Regions from separate parts of the Sus scrofa genome. Here region 2 is linked to region 1. A link is a contact called in public Hi-C data. All regions are on one chromosome and are shown on one strand. The core of a region is the stretch at or near the end of the contact, and the rest is flanking DNA. Distances in the headings are between cores, read along the strand shown.

Evidence for each region. A called contact is a pair of places that touch in the nucleus more often than the background predicts.
Region 2: a contact with region 1 is called in a Hi-C map of epiblast stem cells, with 1.6 times the contacts expected there. The contact joins the promoter of DPYSL5 here to the promoter of MAPRE3 in region 1. A contact is called at or near these places in 2 of 47 Hi-C or Micro-C datasets (embryonic fibroblasts and epiblast stem cells).

Annotation. Positions count from the first base shown.
Region 1 is chr3:112,133,946-112,138,031 of Sscrofa11.1, reverse strand. It overlaps MAPRE3 (microtubule-associated protein RP/EB family member 3), which reads left to right and starts at 1,953. Exons shown (of 7, transcript XM_021087724.1): 1 at 1,953-2,121.
Region 2 is chr3:112,250,551-112,255,098 of Sscrofa11.1, reverse strand. DPYSL5 (dihydropyrimidinase-related protein 5) reads left to right here and starts at 2,136. Exons shown (of 13, transcript XM_003125320.3): 1 at 2,136-2,284.

The sequences.
Region 1 (4,086 bases), core at 704-3,203:
CTGGGAGCTATACAGGGAGACTCGGAGAGGAATGCTAGCCTATGAATTCTTACTTCTGAGTCAATCAAAGAGAATGCAGCATGTCAACAGGCCAGCAGGATCACCAGGCGCACTGGCTCTGAGCTGGGTGAGGAGACGGTGGAAGGGGAAGGTGTGAGGAGCTGACCCAAATTAAAGAGGGTGATGGGGGTCATGCAGGAGGTCACAAGTGAGGAAATTTATTTGGTGGAAGCATTTGGGACAGTGCAGAAGGCAAATGAGCTAGAGGTGAGGGGTCAGAAAACAGAATGCCAGCCAGAGTCTCAATTAACAGATGGAGAGAGTTTGGGCATTAATCTGGAGAAGTAAGGGAATGAGAGAGAATCCTTGCAGTAGGATTTAAAGGTGAAATATGTTTAAAGATCATAAGGAAATAGCGATGGAGACCCTGAGGCAGTTAGTTCGAGAACATGAGGAAGAACAAAAAAATTTTTTTAATGTTTTGACTCCTTTCATCCATTTCTTTGGGAGTCAAAGAAAATCTTTGAAGAAAATCTTTGTCTTCACTTGATTCAATTACATAAACACTTATTGGAATTCTACGATGCATCACTTTTGGTCCAGATGCTGAGGAAGCAGATGAAGATGACACACAGGGGGCACACAGTCTGGGGAGGCACTTGTAAGCCAAGGACAATACTGCAAACTGAGAGTAACAAAAAGAGGTATGTACAAGATGGGGACAGAGGTGACCTGAAGATATCCACGGGAGTCAGGGCTGAGGGAGGAAGAGCCAGAAATAATCTGCACAAAGAGAACCAAACTGATGAAATCACAAAGGGGTGAGCATGGTGGAGTCCTGGGCAGAGCACTGGAGACAAGGACAGTAGGTGTGGCCAGGAAGAAGAGGAGTCTAGAATAACTGGGGAGAGCCATAAAAGCAGACTTGGAATAGGGAATTCGGGAACACCAATGAACATACCAAGGAGGGCGCAGAATTTAAACCGGCTAGTGGGCAAGATAAAGAAATAGGAATTGTTTACAAATGTGTTGGGAGAGAGACAATAACGTTGATAAGAAACTCCTTGGGTTCCCGTCGTGGCTCAGTGGAAATGAATCCGACTAGGAACCATGAGGTTGCGGGTTCGATCTCTGGCCTCACTCAGTGGGTTAAGGATCTGGTGTTGTTGTGAGCTGTGGTGTAGGTGGCAGACGCGGCTTGGATCTGGCGTTGCTGTGGCTGTGCGTAGGCCGGCGGCTACAGCTCCAATTGGACCCCTAGCCCGGGAACCTCCATTTGCCGCGGGGCTGTCCTAAAAAGACAAAAAGACAAAAAAAAAAAAAAAAAAAAAGAAAGAAAAGAAAAAAAAAAGAAAGAAACTCAATATATGTATAGACGATTTAGGGGTAAAGATACAGACTTTCTGGTAGGAGACAAGAAGGAATGTTTAACACAGGTAGAGGAAAATTGAATTTGGGAATTAGAATGACATGCTGGGATTGAGAGCCATAAACCACGAGAGGAGAGAAAACCCAGTTTTAGCTCTCTCGTGTCGCTGAAAGAGAAAACATAGTCTCTTCTTTCTCCTTTGCAGTAGCCGTGCGACAGATCAGAATCTGTCATCTGGCTACTATTGAATCAGGTGTAAACGGTTGTTCCTTCTGTGATCTGTTAGGGTGGAGGAATTGTTACCCTGTTGCTACGGAAAAAGGAAGGGGCTGTTCCCAGTTGCCATGGTGACAAGGTAAGAGCGTTCCCCCGGTACCGCCGTAAATTTATGAAGCGGTGTTGTCTCCTCGTTGCTATGGCAACTTAGAGGGACTGTTCCCGTCGCCCCCCACCTCCCGCTGCCGTAGCTAAGACAAGGTGGAGGTAGGGGCTGTCCTTCCCTCGCCGCACAGTTGCCTTGGAGACGGCGGGTGCCCTGGCCCCGCCCCGCTCGGACTGACAGCGGTGGCCGCATCGCGCCTGCGCAGTGCTCTCTTCCCCCGCAGTCTCTGTGCGTTGAAGCCGGAGACCGCGGCGGCCTCTGCTAGGACCCTCCGCCCCAGAGCCACCGGCCGGAGCCGCAGCCTCAGCCGCAGCGCCCCCGCCGCCTGTCCCCCTCCCCTGCCGCCTCCGCCGGAGCCACCTCGCGCACTGTGAGTCCGGGCCGAGGCGACCGACGCCGTGGGGCTGAGTCAGCGGGAGGCCCGGGCCCGGCCTGGGGGAGGGGAACCGGGCTGCCCCCCTCGCCACCCTACCCGCGCCTCCGCCCCCCACCCGCGCCTCACCGCCGCCGGCCTCCCTCCCTCCCTCCATCCCTCTCACCCGGGCTCCCGGGGGCCTCAGCCCTCAGGCCTCCCCGAGCCACTCCCCCTCCCCTCTCTCCCACCAGACCCACCTTGGGGGTCCTTCCCCACAAGATGCGGCGCTTCCGTACCTCCGCCCTGGACAGATTTCCCCCCAAAACTGCCTCCGTTCGCCCTTGTTCCTTCTCCTTGCCCCTCTTGGGCCTGACATCTCTGGCCTCTCCTGTTTTCCCCGGTGATATGCCAGGAAAAGAGTGACAAGGGAGAGCGCGAGGGGAGACTTGGGGGAGGGGGGCGTTCGGCCTGCCCAAACCTTGGGGCCTCAGGTTTCCGACCCACACGCTCCTGCCCCGGCTGGTGTGGGGAAGCAGGTCTGGACAGTTCTAACTGGCTGCTGAGAGCTCGTGGGGCTTTCCGAAGCGATTTGCTGGGAAGCATTCGGCCCCATCATGATCAGCTACTGTTTAGTGCACACCCGCTAGTGCACGGTGGCCTCGTGGGCTGAGCGCCTGCTTTGGCGGGCGCTGTGGAGAGGGACTAGAGGCAGCGGGGGTGGGAGGAGGTTACGTTGGGGAGCTGAAGTTTCTGCGCTCCCGGTGTGGTGCTGTGAATAAGCATCTTGCAGTACTCTTTAAAATGCCCTCCCCCACCCCCCACCCCCCCTACCCGGCCCCCGCAGTACAACCCTGGTGTAATGTGAGGTTTGGAAGCAGGCCTGGTATCCACAGCAAGTGCTTGCTTACTAGTTGTACGTTTAGGGGCCGTGGCAGGACTTGATCTCTGATACCTGTGAATTGCCAGTGGTAGCCAAGGATAAGAGTGTGCTTTAAGGTAACAAGTGCAGAGCGGCGAGGAAGGACAAGAACTGAGGTTTCACTCTGGTGTCCATCTGAGGCTTGTACCCCCCCTGCCTCCTGTGAGTCTCTGGGGGCGGGGGGGCTGTCACCTGATAGGGGTTCTAGCATGTTTGAACAATTCCTTGGGTTATGTTTGCTCCCTATCCACCTGCCCAGGGTGCATTCCCTGATGTTGGTTTTCTTTTTCTGGAAGAAGTGGAGCTGAAGTCAGAGTTGGTGCCCGCAGCCAGAAGCTTTCTTAATAAACGTGCCTCAACTCGAGGGCTCCTAACTACCGAATGTACCTCATTGCCAACTTCCTCTGGTTTGTTTGTTTCTTTTTTTTTTTTTTTTTTTTTGGCTTCCAGATTTCAGTGTACTGTCAGAAAATATGGGTACACATCAGCCATTTAAATTGTAGAAGAGGCCTTGGGGTTTTTTGGTTTGTTTGTTTGTTTTTTACTTCCGGCTGCAAAAGGAGTAGATGGTTTGGTTCTAAAAATCATGGTGAATACCCTGCAAATTCAGAGTTCCTGGCTTGCCGACAGCGAGAAATAATGATTTTTGCTCCTTGACTTTGCTCAATCATGGCCTACTGGCAGCCTCCTCAGAGCCACTCCCCACCCCCATGCCCATCAGATTAGTTTACAGCAGCAAAGACGGCTGTCGCCCTAGTTTTAAACATAGAGATGGAGTTCAGGAAAACTACAGCCCCCATGCAGCAGTGCAGTTTCTTCTGTTTCGAATGCCAGTCTGGGGTTTGGCGGGATGCACCTGCCTGTGGGGCGATGGGAACTGTGGGGCCTGAGAGTAACATTCCTTCTGTGTGGTCCTCTGTCGCATAGCTCACCGAAATACCGGAGCAGGGCAGGAGCAGACAGCTGGGCTGGAGAGCTGCTCCTCCTGGGTTGAGTGTATTTTGGGAATGAGCAATATTACTGGGGTGGAGGGTTGTGAATTAAGAAGCAAGAAAATGTGT
Region 2 (4,548 bases), core at 887-3,386, 120 kb before region 1:
ATTTTATATGCATTTCCTCATGTAATGATCCCAGCAAGGTTAAAAGAAGGTATTATGGTTCCCATGTTCTGTGGGGAGCTAAGGCTCTGATGGACGAAGTAAATTGCCCCAGGTCAACTCTCCAGAAACCAGAGCAAGGATTCCAGCCCAGCAATTGACTCCAAACCTTCTGTTCCTTCTACTTCCCAAGAGAGAACCTAAATTAAAAATAAGTAAATACAACTAAAACCAACTGCCGGGACAGTGTGCAACTTCAGGTTTAGGTGCAATTTTCAGCAATGTCCCAAGTCAACAGATAACCTCCAGGCAGCTCTTTTCTGACAGGCGGGGAGAAAGGCTCAAAAAAGCAGAGGCTAGAGTCCAAACCTGAGGTCCGCTAAATGCTGCAGAAAACGCTTACTGCCACTAGAGGGCGCCCTCCCCCTTAGGCAAAACGTGCAGCCTGGACCGTGCCCGCAGACCTAGCTCTGGTGAGCCAAGTCTGGGCTCCCTCCACTCCACCTCCCTCTAGCTCAACCAGTTTTACCTAACTCCCTGGTCTGCGCAGAAGTGGCCAGCCTGGGGGAATCCTTAGAGCGGTGCCCCAAGCTGGAGCAGTGGCAAGGAGGAGCCATGCCCCTCTAGTTTTCACAGTCACCTCCCGGGGCTCCTCCTGTCTGGGGATGTTTGAGGTAGTCCCTAGGCTCATTTGGGGGCTCCTTGAATAAGTTCATGGTGTGAGAGGGGGCCAGAGAAGTAAGCCTTCCTCCCATGAGAAGTGGAGACTCTATGGGGGTAATTCAGAAGTACAGTCCCAAATGCCAGCCTGGGCTGCTGGAGGCTCCAAGCCCACCACCAAGGGCTACAGAGCAAGTGGCCCAAGGCAACCTCATTGCGACTGGTTCTGTGGGGGCCAGACGTCCGGAGAGATTTTGCTGTGATGGGAGAGGGGACCCTCCGGAGTAGTGAAGCACCATTTTGTTTGAAAATATACTGCAGAGAAAACCATCTCTCAGGGCCATGGTTGTGCGGCTACAGCCAGGGGAACTCCTTCATCTTCACCCGGCAGGCCTGGCAGTGAAGTGGCTTCTGCAGCAGCCCGTTGGGGTTCCCCAGGGACCGCGTTTTGGGGTTGGTATGAGGACTCCATGCTGCATGTTATCATCATGCGAATCACGCCTTTGACGTGACATTAAGTGAAAAGAGGCAGATTACTAAACCGTATCCGAGCTGTTATTACAACTACGTGAAATGAAGGATATACAGTAAAGGTTTGGGAGGGGATCAGAGAGGTGGTACAAAGGCGTAGTGATTCTCTCTCCTTTTTTAAGATTTGTTGATTTTGTTAAATTATGTGGGCGTTCAAAACGTGAAGAAAAAGGATGACGCGAATGTAAATTGTTAAAAAAAAAATACATTTCCGGAGGCTTCACCATGCCCTTAAAGGAGGTGTCAGAAATAGCCCAGGCAGCTGGATCTAAGGGCTCCGGATGGAGAAGCCCTAGCTCAGCGCCGCCGAATACACCTCAGGTTCGAGGCCCTAGAGGGGACAGAGGCGAACTTCACTGACCCCGAGTGGCCGACCCCGCTGTACTTGAGATTATTTTCCCAGAACTATACCCCCCGGGCCTCTCCATCCTGAAGTCTCGCCGGGCACCCATCTCAAAGGCGTCGGACTGGGTCTTGACTGGAACCAAGCGGCCTTTAGCCGGGCCTGCAAGGACCGGCCGGCCAGGCGGCAGCCGAGGAAAGGCGCCCGGGGCATTGTTTCAGCCCCTCGGGTGGGGTTCTGCAGGGGGAGGGGACGCGGTGGCCCTCCCAGGGGACGCATGCAGCCGCGCGTCCGCGCGCCCGGGCTTTGTGAAGGGTCTGGAGTCACCATGGAAATCCAAAGGAATGCAGAGAAGGGCGCGAGGGGGTCGGCGGGTTCCCTGGCCGCGCCCTCCGCCCCCTCCCGGCCCCCGGCCCTGCAGCAGGGCTTGTTGGGAGTTGTAGTCCCAAGGCGCAGAGGATGCGGGGCGCAGCCGGTTCCCGCCTCCCCCTAACCTGCTCGCGCGAGGTGGGGAGCACAGGGGGAGGAGCCGTCGCGACTGTGATTGGCCGAGGCCGCCTCCAGCCCTCACCCAAGTCCCCTCCCCTGCTCGCGGCTTCGGACTCCAGCGCCCGGCGCGCCAAGGCGGCGATCGAGCCAGCGAGCGCGCGTGCAGCCGCCGCCGCCCCGAGCACCCGCAGCTCCCGCGCCGCGGCGAGACAGGAGGAGAACCCAGCCACCGACGGACCCTCGCAGCCGCGGCTCCCCGGAGGAGTGGGTGATGGCGGGGCGGGTGGTGGGCTTTTTCTCCCCGGGCTGGGACATCGTCTCACACAGTCTCTGTTTCTCTTAGAGGCGCACAATAGGGCGGGGGCCGGAGTGCGTCGAGGGGCCCCGCTGCTGGGGACGCGCGGAGGTATGGTTTGGGATTGCTGGAGGTCATCCCGGGCTAAACGGGGTCCCGAATCGGTTTCTCTTTGTAAGCCCGCAGGGCTCCCAGGGCGCCGTGCGATGATGCCTTGCTCACAGTAGGCGTTTAATAGATAGATGCTTGTGGGGTTGCAAAGAACTGAGGTGAGAAAGCGGCTTGGTTGGAGGGGGTTCACTCCTAGCCACAGTAGGCGCCCACCCTTACTCGTCGAGCTGCAGCGAATGGCTGGAAGCCCGGGAGGGGGCTTCTCTGGTCCTGGGCGCGTCTTGTCCGAGTCCCTAGATGGGCTCGGCCCTCTGCCCCCCCCCCCAAACACACCCTCCTGTCCCTCTCGCCTCCGAGTTGGGGTTTGCCCAGCCTCGACCGGACCCAGCGGCCGGTTCCACCCGCCTGGTTAACCGAGCGGACGCCCGAGGACGATTCGCCTGCCGCCTCCGAGGCACCTGTCTGAACCACAAAGGCCGCCTGCCCCCTGCCCGGCTCAGAATGGGCGCCAAGCTGGGTCCCTTCGCCGGAGCCCAGCGCAGGAGCCCTCCCGGCTGCATCGAGTTGGCGGGCGAGAGATGTCGACACCCCAAGACCTGGGGAGGAGGCAGGCGTCCGAGCTGGCGAGAAGCTGGGATGGGGAGAGGCAGGGACGAGGCCTCTGTTTCACCAAAGATGAGGAAAGAGGGGAGGTGGGGAAACTGGGTGGGGACAGGTGACCAAGTCTGAGAGGAGGGAGGAGAGGAGAGCAGGGTTTGGGGAGGAAAGGGAAGGGTCTGAGGACGGAGGAGAGGCGCTTGGAGCAGGTGGCGCGAGGCGAGGCTGGGGCTGACGAAGAACGCGGAGGGGAGGAGGGCAGCGGGAGGGTGGAGACTGCTTGGGTTCGAGGAGGGTCGGCGCCTGGGAGGAGGAGACCCGCGCCGCGAGGGGAGGGGTCTCCCTGGGGAGGGAGGTCTCCGGGGAAGGGAGGGGCAGGTGGCTGGGGGCGGGCCTCGGGCCTGGAGACCCTCTGCTCCGGCGAGGGGGCCTGGCGGGCCTGCGGCGGGCTGGGCGTGGCTCTGGGACCCGGCGACGGACCCAGGATGGCGGATCCGGGACCGAGCTGCCTGTCCCCGCCAGGAGCTTTGTCTCCCGGCTTGACACCAGCCCATAGGGACTCGTTTAGGGTTTCGTGATCATCTGCAGCGCCGCAGGCACACCCTTGCCTTCGCGGAGCTGAAAGGCTTGGTCCAGCGGCAGATGCCGCCGGGGAGGCGGGACGGGGGACGCCTCCCGCCCGGGAGACCCGGAGAACAATAGCCGGCACTGGTACCCGCCCGACCGCGAACCAGGACCCCCGCCCCCCGAACTCGAGTGTGCAGTTTTCTGGGGCAGAAGATGCTCCCGGAGAAATCACAGGGCACGTGCTCATCCCTTGGGGGTTGTGTGGGGCCACCAAGCCCCGCTCATAGTTCCCTGGTGTGAGCCGCGCGTCCGCTCCGACTGTGCGACCCGCAGACAGACGCCGCCCCTGGTTTTGCTGCCTCTTGGCTGCGGCGCCGCCCCCTGCCCCTTGCTGTTGACCAACAAGCGAGACGGTCGGGGACGACCTGTGGAGGTCGCCTCGTTGCTGAGCGGGTTCCCTGAGAGGCCGGCTTTGTCTGGGTAGACGGCTCACATCCACGGTCTGCTGTGTGTTCATAGAGGGAGCAGCCGGGGCTGGTGCGGATTGTGGGAAAATGGGGAGATGACCCTCCACGGGTGCGGCTCCCCGTCTTAGAACCTGCAACCAAGGGACCAGTGCTTCTCTTGGCCAGTGACCACACCCAAGCCAGTGCATCCAGCCTTTGCTGCTTCCTCCCGTATTGTCTGCTGACCTAAGACTGAGACAGCTCTGTGATAGGAGGTGTCTTCTCGCCCATGGGAAAGCAGATGGACAGAAATGGAAACACAAAAAGGGGCTCAACAGAGCTTTCCAGGCTCTCAGAGTCTTGCTTGCTGTCTAAGCATCTTTCATGTCAGGCTGCAGCGTCTTGACATGGGAAGCAACAGTCAAAACCCAGCATTCTGTTTTACAGGTCTTCTTTGATAATTGCTAGCTGATATTAAGGGTGACTCTTTAGCATAGATGTGTACTTTTAAA